2 separate regions of the Xenopus laevis genome follow, and region 2 is linked to region 1. The links are chromatin contacts, called in public Hi-C maps. All regions are on one chromosome and are shown on one strand. Each heading gives the region's core, a stretch centred on a gene start, on an enhancer-like site or on the middle of the called end of the contact. The rest is flanking DNA. Distances are from core to core; before and after follow the strand shown.

Region 1 (7,067 bases), core at 2,818-5,317:
TTCTACATAAAACAACAACGCTATGTGTCGCAAGAACGGTTAATGCTGGTGTGCCTGTAACTACAAGTAGAGTGAAGGCTCAGATATGACCTACCTGATCTCCGGAGCTCTGCCATAGACTCAGCGATGCGATCCTCCCGATCCCGACCCTCCTTGATGCCCCCGGGCGGTGAGCCGGTCTCCCCGGAGCCGCTTTCTATGGTACTCGGGCTGTCTGACGTTTCGGGCGATCTCAGGGTCATTGGACAGCCCGCTGCGCTCAGCAGCTCCACTATTCTCTGAGACGCAAACACAGGGCCTCCAGCCGCAGTGCAAAGCGCAGCGCTATGAGCAGCCAGAGTGCATTTCAGGAAGTCCAGTTTCTTTCAGTTGGCGTGTGTTCGGGTTCTGATCTGGGATCCTCCCGCCGCCTTCACCTGCAACCAAACGCAAAGAAACGCTTTAGAGAACAGTAGGTGTGAGAGCTGGGAAATAGCCACCATTTCACTAGCCCTATATTTAATTATCCGTGGTGTGAGGAACCCGATTATACAAATAACCTTCCCAGAGCTGCACTTTACCTTCCAAGAATCGCAGGAAAATGATAGAGACGATGGCACAATGGGCGACAACTCTACGACTTCAGTCTGATGAAACCAGAGCCCTAACCTGTACATTATTACTCAATAATGACAGTAATAATAATAATAACAACAGCAAACTTTAGCCCTATTGCTCGACAGCCTGATAATAAAAATAACCCTGTGCAGTAATACGCGTTACTATGCGGGCTGTAGATATAGCAACAGCAAACCTGTGTCTAATCGTTCCTCTGCAGTCTAGACACAGCCTGGCGGCGTAATAACACCAATAAACAATATTAACAGCATAACCTGTGTTGTCATATTAAGGCAAATGTGCAACAATGTTCAGGTTGTACTGCTTTGGGGGCAACTCAAATAATCTATGGCGCTTTGTTCAGTTCAATTGAATAGTTTTCCAATGGCTGGAAGGTCGCTAGCTTCCTCTGAATGAGTCCAAAACGTTATTAAGGCTCCCAACCAGCCCCAGCGTTTTGTTTCAAACGGAAACATGGATTTGGAAACGGAGGAGATAACAAATGTGTAGGTTACAGTGACCTTTATGTAATACACCACATCTGCACCACAAACAGCTGCTCACCTTGCTGTAAGGACACTTGCTCATTGGCTGTGCTCAAGTGCACACAGATCGAATAAACCGCCAACAATACCGAATTATTTACATACAGGAATCATTATTTATAACATCGCATTCAGTTTACCTTCGCGTCGGTGCCGCGTATTATCGCCGCCGTTTTGGAAAGTTCAGCCAATTGAGGGGGCTCAGAAGCAACACAAAGAAAGAAATAAAGGAGGATCAAGCTAGACTTTTTCATTCTCGCTCCCCACACGCCCCGATCTTCAATTCTCCCAAAAAAGCAAGAGAGAGAAAAGTCGCCGACTCGCACACAGAGTTTCTAGAAAGCGCCCCAGTTTGTTGTTGGGAGAATTTAATAATCGCAGCGCCCTGATCAGTCCGCTCTGTCCGGACATACTAGAGATTGTATCGTACAACGCCAACATTAGCGAGTAAAGAAACATCGACCCTACTCTGGAGTGGGAATTCAATCATTGTAAACAAATCTGTCTGTAAATGATTTAGCAGGTCAAGCCCTACTAAATGGTGCTCCTCCACCAGGTGTTTGGAATGTTTTACAGTTTTGCAGGTGGTGACCAATGAAGTGCTCTTCTGCCTGCAACCCTCCAGCTGTCTCTTTGAAGCAGCGATCTAATACAACAGGAGGGTCGCTGGATGGGCATCCCCCTCACATGTCATCAGTCAGGTACAACTGATTCCCACCTGTGTGTGTGTGGTTACTATCTCCAAAGTGCACTAAAAACCCACCCTCTTTATCCTGAAGTGTGAAATAATGTAGCTAGTGGAGCAAGTCATGTATAAACATTGTAACTAGTGCAGCAAGAGTGTATCTAGCACTTCAACACTGTATATTCGGCGCCTAGTGCAGCAAGAACTGTATATTGAGCGCCTATTGCAACAAGTACTGTATATTGAGCGTCTAGTGCAGAAATAACTGTATATTGAGAGTCTAGTGCAGAAAGAACTGTATATTGAGTCTAGTGCAACACGTACTGTATATTGAGAGTCTAGTGCAGAAAGAACTGTATATTGAGAGTCTAGTGCAGAAAGAACTGTATATTGAGCGCCTAGTGCGGAAAGAACTGTATTTTGAGCGTCTAGTGCAACAAGAACTGTATATTGAGAGTCTAGTGCAGAAAGAACTGTATATTGAGCGTCTAGTGCAACAAGAACTGTATATTGAGAGTCTAGTGCAGAAAGAACAGTATATTGAGAGTCTAGTGCAGAAAGAACTGTATATTGAGAATCTAGTGCAGAAAGAACTGTATAGTGAGAGTCTAGTGCAACAAGTACTGTATATTGAGAGTCTAGTGCAGCAAGAACTGTAAAATACTGAATCAAGTGCACCACGCAGTGTATATCCAGAACACCTTTGGGCTGTCTAGGAAAGCTGTCTAATTGTTTTCCCTGCCGTTACCAATTCGGTGTGCACATTGGCTGCCACGATATGTGTGTGTGTGTGTATGTATGTATGTATGTATGTATAAAGAGAGATTTCTAGATTCTAAACATATTTTACCTTGTGCTCTCGTGTGATACGTTCCTCCTGGTTGAGGAGGTTCCACAGCTCTGCATTGACTTCCTTTTATTCTAATAATGTACAAAAGATCCCAAGGATGTGACTTAAACATTGAATATGTAGCTGGAGGAGGGGGGGTTCAATTCCTGGATCAACCCCCTCCCTCTAATCTCATTGGATTGCTCCCCCCCCCACCACCACCTAAGATATTGTTGTTTCTTAGCGCCCCCTTAGCCCTTCATCTCCCCCCAAAAATCCGCCTCCTATTAGGAGCCTGATATTGGGTTGTACAGCGGCTGTGTGATGTGATGTGCGCTGTGTTGTGTGCTGTGATGTGTTGTGTGCTGTGGAGGTGTTGAGACACCGTGGCGCCTGCAGTGCCCCCCAACTCTCTCCTGTCTGCGTTTTTTCAAAGACCCAGTCTGGATTTAGTGGGTGCGTCTGAGTGTGTGTGTTTGTGTGCGCGCTCATCTTCAGATGTTTGCTCAGTATAGGAATAGAAAGCAGGGACACACACTGACACACACACACACACACTGACACACACACACAGACACTCACTGCACTGGACACACGCAGCGAGCAAGGTGAATGAAGGCAACATCCCACAGCTGCCACACACTGTATGTTCACAAGTGCCTTTTGCAAATGGAAAAACAAATCAGACCGATGGTTACGATGCCTATGACTAGCGCAGACTGCTTTTCCCCCCATTACCGTGTTTCCTCCTCCTGTGCGAATCTTTGAGTGTCTCCTCTCCCCCTCCCTCGCTTGTGATCTGCTCGCCTGTCTCTCCCTCCCCATATCTGGTAAATGCAAAGGCCGCTTTCCAGGAACTTTCCAGGAATTGGCCCACGTGACCAATGTCTCCGCGCTCAGCTCTCTGCTGCCGCCAGTGGAAATCTCTGGGAAGTGCATCTTCTCCTCACACACACAGAGGCGGGGCTGCCTGCCGCCTTCTGCCAGAGAGGGACTGTGAACTAGTTCTAGTGTTTTCATGTCACATTTCTAACTGGCCAGGGGATCTTTGTTTACTACGCTGTGCAGACTTTATATTGCCGTTTCATTCCTCATCGATGTATTACCAGTGTGAGGGATGTCGTTGAAGATCCAATGACACATATAATAAAAAGCGCCAGTTCAGTGGCTGCCACAAGACCGCGTTTATGGGAAACATATCTAATCATTCTGTCCCTTAGCTCCATTTCTGCAGCCCCAGAATTCAGTTTTTGTGCCAATAGCCGAGGTCACACACTAACTACAACTCCCAGCCCCACATCTGCCATTAACATATAGTTTTGGTTTGTGTATAATATTACACGAATATGGGCCTGTCCTGCTTTAAAATGCTTCACCCCAGTTACAGGAGAAGCTTTTGAAAAGATCTCAAGACCCCTGATAGACATAGAAGAACACAAATGCAGCTGTTCATGAAAACTCCCAGAAACCTTTATACATTTGCACCACTTCTAAATGGCTGTTGTAGCTGGCAAGTGGCACATGCAGCAGGCAAGGAGACCTACACATTCTGTTCTTGCCTAGAAGCCATAACAAAACAATTCAGAGTGCATGTCTTTTATTGGATTAAAACTTCATTCTAGTGGCCTCACATAGCAAGCCATCAGATAGAGCCAGGAATAAACAGGCCCTGTCTGCACTTTATCCAACAACTGCAGGCTTTCTAGGAAGTTGCCTGCTCTGTAATAAACTTCTCTGTGCACCTTGGCTGGCTGGGTGCCTAAAGCAGCTCTTGGTGTTTTTCCATGCAGAAACAAACCTCCACAGACTGAATGCTTCTATACATCTCCCCCCTCTCTGCTCTTGTGTGGGTTCCTTCTTCAACATCATCCCCCGTCTCATATACACTTCTTTTCATGAGCATTATGCACAAAAAAATAAAATCGCTACAATGGTTTGGCAGAAAAAGAAATGTTTCCTATATTCAAGGCAATGGCTGAGAGTTAAGCATTTATATACAAATAATTCCTGGAAGTTTCCGCCCTTTTTACGTAGCTGAGCACAGTACACAGTATTACCAAGTGTGTACTTTACGCATATTTTGACTGCAGTTGTTTTGGATTATTTTTTTCTTTAAGTGGTTTAGCAAAGGGATTATTTTTAGTTATTTTATTCATTAAGGTATGCAGCAGAAGACTGGACAGGGAAAACAAACATAAAATTATTCTTTTTATTATTTGGTAAAGTACGTTGAAAACTTCAGCAAAAAAGTGTGGGTGTATGTATATGTGTGTGTGAGGAGATAGCTCACTGGCACACAACCTTTCCTACAAGGAACAATTATTTTCTCACCTTGGCTTTATAAACAGTTAAACAGTATTAGTACAGCATAAGGGGGCACCTTGGGATAAAAGCATAGATAAGTACCAAGTCAGGGCAGACTATTGAGTATGGAAGTAGGGTTCAAGACAATCTTTCTTCTGTAAAAAAAAAACAATGTAACAAACAGATATCAGTCAAGTAAATATTATTAATACACAATATTAGTTTTGAAAAAAAGAAAACTATTATATTTGTACAATCATTTCCTTACAATTGAGTCCACTTCCATTTGATAAAGAACTACGGTACAACTCCTAACATTCAACAGTACTGTGGGACTGCATTTCCCATGGGTTATAACTAGAAGCAGTCACTGGTTATTTCCTACATTTTATCACAATGATTTTTTACCTGGAAAACCTGCTAAAGTTGAAAATGTGAGGAATGACTGTGTTCTAAAATCAGGGCAACATGGAGGACCAAGTCAGCCAAATTTGATGTACATTAGCAAAGTATTTAGGATGGCTAGGGAATGGTGTAACTGCTGCCATTGTGTAAGGGCCAAGTAATATAAGCTATAATGAGAATTATTGCCACTTAAACCAACTACAGGTAATAGCGGCTCGTGTGTTGACAAGGAAATTCTCACTGCATTATTGTAAAGCACAGTACCGAATAAATAAGCCATGATGAGGCCCTGTTGGTTTACTGCCAGCAGCCTAATCCACATTACAAAATGTGTGAATCTTTGCTTTGGCAATCACTGGTCGTTTACGTCATATTAATAGGCCAGAAAGACTAGAATTGGTAAACACAGCATGCTTTAGCCCAGGGATCCCCAACCTTTTTCACCCGTGAGCAACATTCAGAAGAAAAAGGAGTTGGGGAGCAACACTAGCAAGAAAAATGTTCTTGGGTGCCAAATAAGTGCTGTGATTGGCTATTTGGTTGCCCCTATGTGGATTGTCAACCTACACCGAGACTCCGTTTGGCAATACACCTGGTTTTTAAGCAACCAAACATGCCTCCAAGCCTGGAATTCAAAAATAAGCTCCTGCTTTGAAGCCACTGGGAGCAACATCCAAGGGGTTGGAGAGTAACATGTTGCTCACAAGCTACTGGTTGGGGATCACTGCTTCAGCCTATGCTCCTTGTAGCACCAACCAAACATTATTGATTTTATTTGCATATGTGGGCCCATAGCTGGTAGGTTTGATCTGGGATTCCAAATAGACCATAAAAAGTATACAGAGGCACAAACAGCCACCCACAGACCCAGTAAATAAGGACTGTCTATGATATCTTACAGCATTTTATAACTCCACAGAATCCACAGATAACCAATCCAAGGTCTGACAGGCACAGAGATTTGGACCTCTTTGCCATTTTAACATTCATTGTAATAATTGCACAACATTTAAAAACATTTAAGCAGTTATAAAATCCAGTTTAGTAGCACCCTGGTTAATTTATTCCACTATCTTTAAAAAATGTGTTCCTTATGTAAATTTTGGTGACAGATCATATTTGCAGACATTAAAGGGGTCCTGATACCCTAAGAAATAATTCCAAATTATTTCTATTGTTTTTGTCAAGCAGAATAAACTCTACTTATGCTATATTAATTATTTAGATTTTGTTTCCTTCAGTCTTGGAATTCACAATCACAGCAAGCAGGCAGGTGCCATTTTGTAGACACTATTCATTTAAATATTTTTATTTATACATTTATCCACAGTGACATTCATATCAGTACACAATCTTAATAACAATGTGCTGTAGACACTATTATTAAAGGGGTTGTTCACCTTCCAAACACTTTTTTCAGTTGAGTTGTTTTCAGATTGTTCCCCAGAAATAAAGACTTTTTTCAATTACTTCCTATTGTTTATTTTTTACAGTTTTTCCAAAATCTAAGTTTAAAGTTGAATGTTCGTGTCTCTAGTGTTTGAGTCTGGCAGCTCAGTAATTCAGGTGCAGACTCTAAACTGTTACAATTTTGCAACATCTAGTTGATACATTTCTCAGCATCATCTCTGTGAGTATTAGCAACTATTGTATCAATTCTAACATCTGCCTGTAATGAAACTCAGGGATTCTGCTCAGCAGG
Region 2 (7,067 bases), core at 2,393-4,892, 130 kb before region 1:
TATAACTTGTCTAATTGATATTTTAAATGACAAAGAAAGTCTAACTAATGCAAGGTGGTGTTGTTATGTTATGTACCCACTAATGAATTAAATTGCTAACTTTTCCTGTGGGCTGGCACTCCTATGTGCTGCACCTTAATATTACCTTAGGGGCACATTTACTAAGGGGCAGATGTATCAAGGGTCGAATATCGAGGGTTAATTAACCCTCGATATTCGACTGCCGAATTAAAATCCTTCGAATATCGAAGTCGAAGGATTTTGCGCAATTCCTTCGACCGAACGATCAAAGGAATAATTGAACGATTCAAAGGATTTTAATCCATCGATCGAACGATTATCCTTCGATCAGAAAAACCTTGGAAAGCCTATGGGGACCTTCCCCATAGGCTAACATTGGCCTCGGTAGGTTTTATGTGGCGAACTAGGGGGTCGAAGAAATATTTAAAGAGACAGTACTTCGATTATCAAATGGTCGAATATTCGAACGATTTTTAGTTCGAAACGTTCGATTCGAAGTCGAAGGTCGTACTCGAAGGTCGAAGTAGCCAATTCGATGGTCGAAGTAGCCAAAAAAACATTCGAAAATCATTTTTTACCTCTATTTTCCTCTATTCCTTCACTCGAGCTTAGTGAAGTGTCGAAGTGAATTCGAAGTGAATATTCAAATTCAAAAACGTAGAATTTCAAAATAATTTTTGGGTACTTCGACCATCCAATAGGCCAAATTCGACTTCGATTCGAAGTGAAAATGCTTCGACTAGTCGACCATTCGATAATTGAAGTACTGTCTCTTTAAAAAGCTTTGACTTCGACACTTCGCCACCTTAAACCTGCCGAATTGCTTTGTTAGCCTATGAGGACCTCCTAGAACCTATAGCCAGTATTTGCTAAGTTTTGAGAAGTCAAAGGACTTTTTTGTAAAATGGTACGATCGTACAATTAAATTGTTTGAATCGTTCGATTCGAAGTACGATCGTATTACGATCTTAATAATCCTACGAATTCGACTTCGAATGTCGAACTAGCCTATATGAAGTTTATATTGAAGTTTTTGGAACTTCGAAATTCGACCCTTGCTAAGTCTGCCCCTTAATGTTAATTTTACATGTAGCTAGAACTGCACATGTACAATATTGGAAAAGTGGAAAATAGAAAAGTTTTCTGTACAACAAAATGCTCTTTATATGCAGTGAAAGGAACTAGTCCCCATGGGTGATTACTAAGCAGCTATAACTGAAATAATTGAACTGAAATTTACCCTGTAAGCAGTTTAGATTAAAAAAAACTAGTTTCATGTGTCAAATTAATTTCATCACATCTATTAACACTTTTAATGCCAACATTCTTTATCCTTAATTTGAGATTACTGTCAGCCAATTTAAAAAAAATATATTGTGCTCTTTCAGCTGGGCATTTCGTCGGAAGAACTTTAACAGCTAACTGCTAGCTGATTCACAGATTATGGTGTGGCATTTAGGGGTGTGGCCCCAAAGTGGATATGACTAAAACAGGGATCCCCAACCTTTTGAACCTGTGAGCAACATTCAGAAGTAAAGGGAGTTGGGGAGCAACACTAGCATGAAAAATGTTATTGGGCTGCCAAGTAAGGGCTGTGATTGGCCATTTGATAGCCCCTATTTGGATTGCCAACCTACATTGAGTCTCTGTTTGGCAGTGCACCTGGTTTTTATACAACCAAACTTGCCTCCAAGCCTGGAATTGAAAAATAAACTCCTGCTTTGAGGCCACTGAGAGCAACATCCAAGGGGTTGGAGAGCAACATGTTGCTCAGGAGCTACTGGTTGGGGATCACTGGACTAAAATGTTGGTATGCTACTCACACCAAAGAGTACCCACCAATTGGATCTTTGCACAGGGCCCACCAAGGCCTTAAAACAGCCCTGCAGAAATAAGCTCTAAATCCAATACACATACATTAAAGCTATGTTAAAAAATATAAATTAACCCATTCCCAGTTCAAGAGAACACACTTAGGGGCAGATTTATCAAGGGTCGAATTTCGAAGTGGAAAATACTTTGAAATTCGACCATCGAATAGAATCCTCCGACATTCAAAGTCGGAGGATTATATTCATCATACGATCGTATTCCAATCGTAGTACGATCGTACGATTTTCCTTCGAATATAAAAAACGTAGAAAATTGCTCTGGAAGGTCCCCATAGGCTAACATAGCACTTCAGCAGGTTTAAGTTGGCGAAGTATTGAAGTTGAAGTTTTTTAAGTAAATTCTAAGTCGTAGTATCCTATTCGATGGTCGAAGTATTCAAAAAAATACTTCGAAATTCGAACTTTTTGTACTTCGAAAATTCACTCGAACCTTAGTAAATCTGCCCCTTAAACAAGGCTTGTCCCACTAAATCTCACAAAATATGAGGATGGGATTGCAACAGCCTAATATTTTAAAGTTATTTCAGCATTACTTTTGCTTTTTTGATTTTCTTTTCATTGTTTTATTGTGCTTAACTGCACTACACAAGCTCGTACAATGAGGTATTACACTGGCCAAATTGGCACTGACATAAATAAACAGAGGTTGGTGCCTTTTAACAGTTCTTCTGGAGTAAAACAAAAAGGATACTCACACAATCGTTATCAGCGTCAAAAAAGTCTTCTGCAATACAGTTTGTTTTTTCTTGTTTCATGTCAGTGAGATTGTAAATGCAGAGTGCTGTTTTATCTGGGCTCATAACTTGACTTTGGCTGCTGAATATCCCAGCCCAAAAGAGTCCTCCTGATCTTGTAAAATTGAAAGAAGACAGAATCTTTCCTCTTTGTATATCACTGTCACAAAAAAGATGAACAAGGTGCAAAAGCTGCAGTTTTGGTCCTTTCCGATACATTGCAGATATTATTTTGGTTTTGTCTTCTTCAGGAGAAAAATATGGAAAAAAGAAAATTCTCTCCCAAGAAAAGGCATCCACAAACAGCAAAACAGCTGCTGTAGCTAATTGTACATAGCTACCACGGTCCTCTGTTATAAATCCTGTATCTATTCTTGTTTTTATAGATATTGGATGCAGATCTGTGATATTTTTTGTAAAAGCAGCAATAATGAGATAGGTGTATAGGTCAGCAGTAAATACAATTCCTGCAGCTGAGAGGTTTGTGTTGTTGGTCAGTAGATTAGGGGTAGTACTGATAATGTTTTCAGAATGGTTCAGTTTCCTTTCATTGCAAAAACAGTTATCTTTAACCCAGCAGTTGAGCACAGTGTCATTATACACAAGCAACAGCATGTTATACACAGGTTTCTGCCCTGTGGTTGTTTGTCGGGGGGCACTTCCAAGACACTCCGTTCTAGATCCATTAACTGAAGTTGCAGCCAACTGCTGGCTCAGGGTGTGATCAAACTGGTACAGGCAGGACTCACAACTGGTACAGTCTGTGGCCACAACAACACGGTCTGACACCACAGCGATGTTCCTTACTGCATTCACCAGAAGTCCAGGATCCTCACTGAGAACTGAGACTATGGATAACATAGCGCTGAACAGGTTAATTACATGGAAAACAGGAGGCATCCTGAAAGAGAGTATTGTCCAGACACGGGCAGCAATGCTGAAGTTGCGGTTATTAGGATCCACTGTGTAAATGCAGGAAACTTTGCTGTGTTCTCCTCTACATTGCAGCAGTTCCCCTTTTTGACGTGTATATTTATTGGTTAGTTTGTGGCGAGACAGTTCAAATTCTGTGGCTGTAGCCAGTAACTAAAGTCCTAATCACTATTTTTAGTTACTGCATATTTTTAGTGATAATGATGGTACCAAATGTATAAAAGTTACAGGTAAGATGCAGACAGGAAACTGATGGACATGTTCTAATAAATATTAGATTGGACTTGTACCTATGCATGCTTTAATTATTGCTACCTTGGATGTGTTGATAACAGTTTAAGATTTTTTCAAAAGGGTGCTGTGAAATTACATTGGTCTTTATAATAAACCAAAAGTCTGTGAGCTGAACCTCAAAAGCAGCAGTCTGGGTATGTCTAGTCTGGTGTCAGAGGGGGGGAAGCTTTGTGTGCAGGTGCACTATCACCATCTTGTGGCAGATGTACAAAACCTGGTCATATCATTAGTTACAATCAGAGCTTAGTGATGCCATTTATGTCTCAAGATTCTTGGGTTGCCACCTTTTCTGGAAAAAAAATACTGGCCTTCCTATAGTTTTATCTTACTTCATCTTTAATAACATTGGCATTATGTGTTATTTCTACTGCTCCAAGCTGGAAAAATACTGGTCATGGGTGAACCCTACACGAATCACTAAAATGTGTGTATTGTAAATAATATACCCCCTGCCATGCTATATAATATGAGGATATTTGATAATCACCAAGAAGTTTTATCACCCACTTAAAATTACTGGGCCCATGACTAATTACTAATAACCTATTTGGAAACCCCAAGGAAAGTGTTATAGGCTTATATAGAGGATACATATTCACAGGGTATATACTGGAATGCAAATACCTTGGATGCATAAAGGCTCATTTATTGAGACAGGAAGGCAACTTTTAATCTTGACTTCCTCCCTTCTTCTTTTGCAGGTAAAAAGTGGACCATTGTGTCTGAATGTGTGTTTCCACAGGGAAATGTATAATCTCAGTAAAACTCTGTAATCTCTTATATAAATGATAAAAAACCTTCTGCGACCACCTGCAAAAAACACCATAATCCAGTGGAGGAGGCAGGATTACAACCTTTCAGGAAATATGCACAGGGCATTATAGGCAGTATACGTATATACAGGACGTTTATGGTCACTGTGGTGCAATTTTAATTGATAACTAATCTGTTTATTGCCCATGAGGTAAACTATAACAGTACTAACAAGTCCACATTGCTTCTAGATGTTTTGTGTCTCACAGAGCAGATTATTTTAGCCCAGTGCTATCTAATCAGTTTATCATAAGTCCATACTTTTGGAAAACATCTGAAACCGACCACAGTTTAGCAGATCTGAAACCAAAGATACAGGCTATGAATCATTTTAACCGTAGGGGTCAGAGATACAATTATTTATTGTACTTAATGTAATTAATTGTGCTTGTTGGGTAAGCTTTTCAATAGACTAGTGCTGGTTCTATCATGAGCTGAAAACCCTGCTTCAGGTGGAGCCGAAAGCAACCCCTAGTAACTGTAAGAACCACATTTCTATCTTTTATACTGGAATTTTGACCTTTCTGGGTGGCAGCAGAAATACAGTTGAATGGAAGGATGAAAGTTTGAAAGCAAGGTGCAAATTGTCTATTTAAAATCATCCTTTGTGTGTGCCATTATGGTAACACCAGAAATAATCTTACAGATATAGAGTGCCCGTAAAGGTTTAATTATTTTGGAATGGGAATGTTGTTGAATGATCATGGTGGATTTAATTTTTTTTTTTTTTTTTTACATTAGTCAAACCTCCTACCAAAGTATAAATGCTCCACCCCATAACAAATACGAGTTTTAAGGTTTTATTGTACCTGCAGGAGACAAGTAGAGGCCACTTGTAGTTATGTGGACAGTTTATAACCAAATCAGAACTGAACTGAATGCAATATGCAACAATTAAAATGTGTCCATCTTGCCTGTCTTACAATAATCTGCTACACTGTTGTAATTATATATATTAGTATATGTATTACATGTATGGGATTCCTTATATGGAAACATCTATCTAGAAAGCTCCAAAGACCATCTCCTATAGGGGCAAATTCACTAAAGGGCGAAGTGGCTAACGCTAGCAAAAATTCGCCAGCGTGACGTCATTTTGCCACTTTGCCGATTTACTAACGGGTGCTGGCGTAAATTCGCTAGCGAAGTGGACCTACTCTAGCTCTACTTTGCACCCTTACACCAGGCAAAGTTGTGATGTGGCGATGGGACGTAACTACGCTAATTCACTAAGTTGCGGATTTTCGTGAACGTTACCGCGCCAGACTTTACTTCGCCACATCAGACCAGGCGAAGTGCAATAGAGTAGAGGGATTGCTCCAAAAAAAGTTTAAATTTTGTTCTAAGTCCCAAAAAAACTATGGCTTTTTTTTTACTTTTTATAGCGTGATAGTCTGAAAAGGATCAAACTTTTTGTTTAGGGTACCCTCCTTTTCCCCTACACTTTATAACATATGGCACCTAAACTATACAGTGGGCACATGTGTAGGGCATTAGAATACATTTATTAAGGTTCCCTGGCCTTGTGAAGTGTAATGTGTATGCTGCTGCATATACATCCATTGTACTTTAACTGCACGCCGAATGCAAATTTGCCATCGCTAGCGTAACTTCGAACCGCTGATCGTAATATCGCTAGCACAACTTTGCAAATGATCGGTATCTTGTGCGGAACTTCGGATCTTCGTGAATTTGCGCAGCACTGGCGAATCTATGCCTTGCGAAGTGCGGTGAAACCAACGCTGGCGCAACTTCAGAGGTAAGTAAATTTGCCCCATAGACTGCATTTTAAGCAAATAATTCCCATTTTTAAAATGATTTAATTATTCTCTGTAATAATAAAGCAGTGACTTTATCTGATCCTAACTAAGCTGCAGAAATCCATATTGTGGCAAAACAATCTTCAGGACCCAACCATTTTAGATAATCGACACCATACCTGTATTATCAGATTGAATAAACAATATCATTTTGGATTTTATATCACCATTTTTATTCTATATCTGTGCTGGATTGAAGTAAATGTCTGTGGTTTTTCTCTTGCCATTTGATGAAGTTCTCTTTATATATATACTTTTCTCAGAAATACATCACTGTCTGCTCTGGCTATTTCCTTAAAACTGAGAATAAGGCATTTCCAATGTTGGTTTCAGTTATAAACATACTTTCTTCATTGCATTTAAAAGGGATACTCTTGTTCATTTACATTAAAATATATTTATGACATGTGTAAAGCTGGTACTTGTAAATGGCAGGTTCCCAGCACAGGCACTGATTAGGCCATAAACCAAGGAAGACTTTATTATCAGTTTCCCACTGGTTAGCAGGGGCAGGCCAGAGCCAATTAACCAGCAATCTGCTCCTAAAAGTGAAGTTCAAA

What was found. A called contact is a pair of places that touch in the nucleus more often than the background predicts.
Region 2: a contact with region 1 is called in a Hi-C map of the XL177 cell line, with 4 times the contacts expected there. The contact joins the promoter of plxnc1.L here to the promoter of socs2.L in region 1. A contact is called at or near these places in 2 of 4 Hi-C or Micro-C datasets (the XL177 cell line and the XTC cell line).

What each region holds. Positions count from the first base shown.
Region 1 is chr3L:63,163,164-63,170,230 of Xenopus_laevis_v10.1, reverse strand. It overlaps socs2.L (suppressor of cytokine signaling 2), which reads right to left and starts at 4,067. Exons shown (of 4, transcript XM_041586302.1): 1 at 3,395-4,067; 2 at 95-416. The coding sequence starts at 242.
Region 2 is chr3L:63,297,303-63,304,369 of Xenopus_laevis_v10.1, reverse strand. plxnc1.L (plexin-C1) reads right to left here and starts at 3,642. Exons shown (of 31, transcript XM_018252396.2): 1 at 2,609-3,642. The coding sequence starts at 3,547.